Linked DNA regions of Rattus norvegicus: region 2 is linked to region 1. Evidence: chromatin contacts called from public Hi-C data. All regions are on one chromosome and are shown on one strand. Each heading gives the region's core, a stretch centred on a gene start, on an enhancer-like site or on the middle of the called end of the contact. The rest is flanking DNA. Distances are from core to core; before and after follow the strand shown. Region 1 has its middle 32 kb from the start of Pum1. Region 2 overlaps Pum1 (pumilio RNA-binding family member 1).

Region 1 (2,725 bases), core at 170-2,669:
GTCATGCGAATACACATGTACCCAAAGATCTCATTCCCAAACGAACCCATAAGCCAGGTGTGGTTGGACAGACCTGTAGTTCCAGCCCTCAGGAAGTGGGATGGGGCTGAGTCAGGGGAATTCCCATGAGTTTGGGTTCAGTCAGAGCTGTAGAGGGAGGTCTAGGCCATCTTTAGCTACAGAGCAAGTTAGAGGCAAGACCAGTCTACGTAGCAAGTTTTATAGCAGTCAGGCTATATAAGGAAACCCTGTCTCAACAACAACCAGTAAATAAAATAAAATAAACAAAAAGTACAAAAGGAAATTTATATATACACATATGTGTATATATGTGTATGTGCATGAAAATGACCTATGTAACCCAGTGTAATAAAATTTAAAAATAATGAAGTATTGGCTCGTTAAACTAGGAGAAACAGCCTCAGGCAGAGCTGGATCCAGGTGTTCAAATGACGTCAGCAGCAGCTGCTCCCTGAACTGTTTTCTTTAGCTGTCCCTCTGTTCTCAAACAGGCCATGCCAAATTCCTTGTCACCATAGCTAAAACCCTAGACCAAATCAGAGTTTGATCTTCTCTGTCTTCATTGATGGCCATGGCCTTTGTCCCCCTTCTCCTCGTTCCCAATTTCATCTTCAAACAGTGCTCTATTTTATAATTTTTTCTTTCTTTCTTTTTTTCGGAGCTGAGGACGGAACCCAGGGCCTTGCGCTTTCTAGGCAAGCGCTCTACCACTGAGCTAAATCCCCAACCCCTTTATAATTTTTAAACATGTGTTTATTTGGGAGACAAGTATAAAAGGCAGAGGACAATTTTAGGGAGTAAGTACTCTCCTTCTACTGTGTGCTGAAGGTCCCAGGGATCAAACACAGGTCATCATCAGACCTGGCTGCAAGCCTCTTTAACTGCTGAGTCATCTCCACACCCTCACAAAGAGCTCAAACAAAGTGGATCAGATCTTATGACAGCACTGCCCCAAACGTATATGGATGCAACTGGAGGATGGATGGTTTTGAATTTCTGATCCGCCCAAGGGTCGGGATTCCTGGTAGAGCTTCCTTTTCCTTTGTTTGCATTTCTTTCGCAAACAAAGATCGTGAACTCCCTTATGTAGTCCAGGCTGGCTTTGTACTGGAGATCTCCCGGCCTCTACTCCTCCTCTGCTTAAAACATCGGCATAGCTTCTCATTGTGAACTCCATAATCCTTCATGGCACAGCTTCTCCTCCTTTCTCCTACCGTCTTCCTCCAGTGCGATGGGGGTGTCTCTCCATTACTGGTGGCTAACTCCTCCCCTTCACTCAGTTCCTTTGGACATTATCTGTAAGCGGCCATTCTCACAGAGTTCTCTTACCACACAAATCCAGGGCTGGCTTTCATTGGTCTACCCTGGCGCGCCACTCCCCGGAACATCCAGTCACTGTTGCCAAGGGGCTGACACATTCTGACTGGTTTGGCCTGAGTCATCAGCCCTGGAGCTGATGGAAGTGTGGGTTGAGTGGAGAAAGACAATCCCCTTGAGAAAGATGGGGATTCTGTTACCAGAAGGGTGAGGTAATGCTGCTCAACAAGAATAACAGATGAGCATCTTCAGTGTTTGCCCAGCAGCTGACAGACAGGAAGTGTTTAAAAAAAAAAAACCAGCAGAAATAAATCAGCATGCATTGCCTGTGGGAGCCCCTGAGGACCTTCCTTCACCGTCGTTTATTCATTTAACAAATTTTTATTGATATCATTCATTTGCGGGCTTTATCCAAAGGGATCTGCTGCTCTCTTGAATTAAAATGTAATAAAGTGGTGTGTGTAATCCCAGAACCCAGGGGATAGAAACAGAAGGATCAGGAGTTCAAAGCCAAGCTTAGCTAGAGAAAAACCTGTCTCTAAATCAATAGATAGGTAAGTAGGTAGGCAGGTAGATAGATAGAAAGAGGTTGGGGAAAAGGCCCCATGAACTGGTGAATGCCTTTAATCTCACCACTTGGGGAGCAGAGGCAGGCAGATCTGATCTCTGTGAGTTCAAGGCCAGCCTGCTCTACATATAGTAAGTTTCAGCCAAGACTACACAGTGAGATCGTATCTAATAAAATAAAATAAAATAAAATAAAGACTAGGAGCTGAGACTTTCTGAATGGTGCCTAACATTTTTCAACAATGTTTATTAGCTTTCACTAGCTGTGGAGAAGAGCAGCTGTGAACACCCCAGGCAGTCTCTCTCCTCCTGGGGCTCTAGAAGGACTGACAGCCAAAGACAAAGCTGGCTTCTAATGGAATGGAAGTCTCCTGAAACTCACCTTTGGGGGTGTGGGGGGATGGGGGAGCCATTTTTAGAGTAGTTTTCTTTTTGTTTGTTTGTTTTTTTGCTTTTGCACTTGCAGTTGCAGGCCTGTATTAATCGTCTTTTTAAAAATAATGCCAGGGCTGGGGAGAGGGTTCAATTGGTAAAGTGCCTGCCACACAAGCATGAGTTCTAATCCTCCTACCCACATAAAAGCCTGGCATTGAGGGCATTCCTAACTCAGAGCTGGAGAAGCTGAGGAAGGAGGATCCCAGGAGCTCATGGGCTAGTCCGTCTAGCCCAAAGGATGAACTCCAGGTTCCACAGGAGATGCCGTTTCAAGAAATACGATGAGGCTGGGCAGGGTGGCACATGCCTTTAATTGCAGCACTCTGGAGGCAGAGGCGCAGATCTCTATGAGTTCAAGGCCAGTCTGATGTACGAAGTGAGTTCA
Region 2 (2,725 bases), core at 77-2,576, 98 kb before region 1:
CTTGGTATTAAGTCCACATGCACAGCGCCTACTCACCTTCAGAGTCTCTCAAATAACCCATCCGGTTAAACACACTCTGGATAATCTACATTTTAGGCTTTACTATTTTTGATTTTCGGCTTCTTCCTGAAGAAAGGCTTTTAAGGAACAGCTCGCTGGCACTTGTTCCATAAATTCTTCCTTTCTTTGGAGACAGAAACTCTCCATAGGGTGTAGACATGAATGATCTTATCTCTTTGTTATTTCAGAGTTTGTGTGTGTGCGTGTGTATGTGGGCACTCCTGTTACTGAGGTCAGAGACGGGCATTAAATGCACACACTTTTATTTAATCCCAGCATGGGCAAACAGACAGAATTTGAGGCCTGCCTGGTATACATAGCAGATTTCTAGACAGCCAGAGCTACAGAGTAGAAGCTGGTGGTCGTACCAGAGGCAGCTGTAAGCCACACAGCACAGGTACTGGAGAGCCAACCCGTGTCTTGTGCAAGAGCATCTACCACACTGAGCCATCTCCCCAGCATCATCAGAGTGCTGCCTGTTCTACAGAAATGATGAGAGGCGTCCTAACAACTGAAAACAACTGGAACAGAAACCTTTGCTCTATTCAAAGATACACTTGTCTACAGATGAAAAGGTACTAACTACACATTATCATGAGTAGCCCACGAAGCCACAATCTCCCTACATCAATTCACAAAACAAGAAAATGTTTTCTGGATGTGAAAGGCCAGACGGCCACACAGTGACCCTTGGAACATCTGATCCAAGAAATAACTACCCCGGCCATTATGCTGTAATATTATATTACTGGAGGTTATATAACAAACCTTCCAACAACATCCAAAACTTTCCCAGCTATTACAGAGTTTCAAATTTTAATTTGGGAAACTTTCTAACAGAAACAGAGGAAAGCCCCCCCCCCCATTTGACTAAAGGGAAGCAGGGGGATAGCCCTTGCTCTCAGGCAGCTCACAAGCAGGCAAAGGCAGTAATACCTTATCATAGGCAGGCAAAGAAAAGACACAGGATCTGAGGTCACTGAGCCACGTCATACAATGGAGCTGAAGAAATGAGGACTTTCCAGCTGCACATAAAAAAATAGAGTGGTACAGCTGGCCGAGAATGGGAATGGAGTTAAGTGTGTTGAGAAATATGGTGGTTTGAATGAGATGCCCCACAGTCTCAAACATTTGAACACTTGGTTGATGGTGTGACTTTGTTGGAAGAACTATATCACCCAGGAGTGATGTTTAGAGATTAGAGGTCCAAGCCACTTCTGGTTCACTCTGTTTTGTGTTTGCAGTAGAAGATATGAGTCATCAGCTTCCTGCTTCCTGCTCCTACAGCCATGCCTGCCACTCGCCGCTATGTCTCCCTGCAATGACACACTGTCTCGTACTGGAAGCCCAAATGAACCGTGCCTTCTCTAAGTTGCTTTGGTCCTGATGTTGTATCACAGCAACAGAAAGAAACTAATATAAAATGCAAAAGTAAGAATGCATACCAACTTACAAATGATCCTTCCTCAACTTTGCCAGCTTCTCCACAGGCACTTCTGGGAAACTGGGTTTAGAAAACTTGGACATCTTAGGATAATGACTGCCAGATGTTATCAGGGTGCTCAAAAATCTTAAAAATATATATCTACTGAGAAAAAGTTAATTTGAGATTGGCAATACAGCTCAGGAGTTGACCATGTCATTGGCATGAATGAAGGAAAAGACAATAGTTAGCATATACAAAATGTGCTGGCAAGATTTATGTCAACTTTGACACAAGCCGTAGTCATCTGATAGGAGGGAACCTCAACTTAGAAAATGTTCCCATAAGGTCAGATTGCAGGCAAGCCTATTTTCTTAAGTAGTGATTGATGGGGGAAAGACCAGTGCATTGTGGGTAGGGCCATCCCTGGGAGCGTCATCCCAGGTTCTATAAGAAAGCAGGCTCAGGAAGCCAGTAAGTAGCACTCCTCTATGACCTGTGTTTGCATCAGCTCCTGCCTCCAGGTTCCTGCTTAAGTTCCTGCCCTGGCTTCCTCAATGGTGACTGCGGTGTGAATGTGTAAGCCCCACCATGCTGATGACCATAGTGTTTCATCATAGCAACGGTAACTCTAATTAAAACATGGGATAAAACAATGCACAATTCATAGTCTATGCACATAGCAACCCCTAAGCTGTAAAAACTAAGACATCTATGAAAAGCTGTATGTAACTCAACAGGTTCCAAAGAGCAATCTTTTTAAATTAGCCAGTCCTGAAGCCATCTCTGACACTGTACATCTATCTGTACAAGTAGTATCTCTGATATAAACAAAATTCATTTATGTTTAAATCCTAATAATTAGCTAACTCCAAAACTCCTGGTAATATGAAACTGTAGACTAATAAACCAAAAGGGCCACAATTCCTTCACTATGAAGTAAAGGACAGATAGATAAAAAAAACACCCTACAGGAGATAAACTTTTTTTTAGATTTATTTATTTCACGTATGTGAGTACACTGAAGCTGTCTTCAGACACACCAGAAGAGGGCATCAGATCCCATTACAGATGGCTGTGAGCCACCATGTGGTTGCTGGGAATTGAACTCAGGACCTCAGGAAGAGCAGTCAGTGCTCTTAACCGCTGAGCCATCTCTCCAGCCCCAAATAAACTCTTCTTAAATAAAAGAGTTCAATAAAAACACAAAACAAAACATTGAGTCAGTAAAGACCAGAAAAG

Evidence for each region. Hi-C and Micro-C count contacts between places; a contact is called where the count stands out from the background.
Region 2: a contact with region 1 is called in a Hi-C map of mammary epithelial cells, with 2.8 times the contacts expected there. The contact joins two enhancer-like sites. A contact is called at or near these places in 3 of 12 Hi-C or Micro-C datasets (kidney, liver and mammary epithelial cells).

What each region holds. Positions count from the first base shown.
Region 1 is chr5:148,088,310-148,091,034 of GRCr8, reverse strand. No RefSeq gene overlaps it. Among named protein-coding and RNA genes, the nearest start is that of Pum1, 32 kb to the left of the region's middle. Within about 2 kb of position 1,419, at least 72 of the 93 cell types and tissues checked have an H3K27ac peak or open chromatin away from gene starts, as enhancers often do.
Region 2 is chr5:148,185,827-148,188,551 of GRCr8, reverse strand. All of the region lies in intron 7 of Pum1 (pumilio RNA-binding family member 1), which reads right to left. Among named protein-coding and RNA genes, the nearest start is that of Sdc3, 63 kb to the left of the region's middle. Within about 2 kb of position 1,326, at least 7 of the 93 cell types and tissues checked have an H3K27ac peak or open chromatin away from gene starts, as enhancers often do.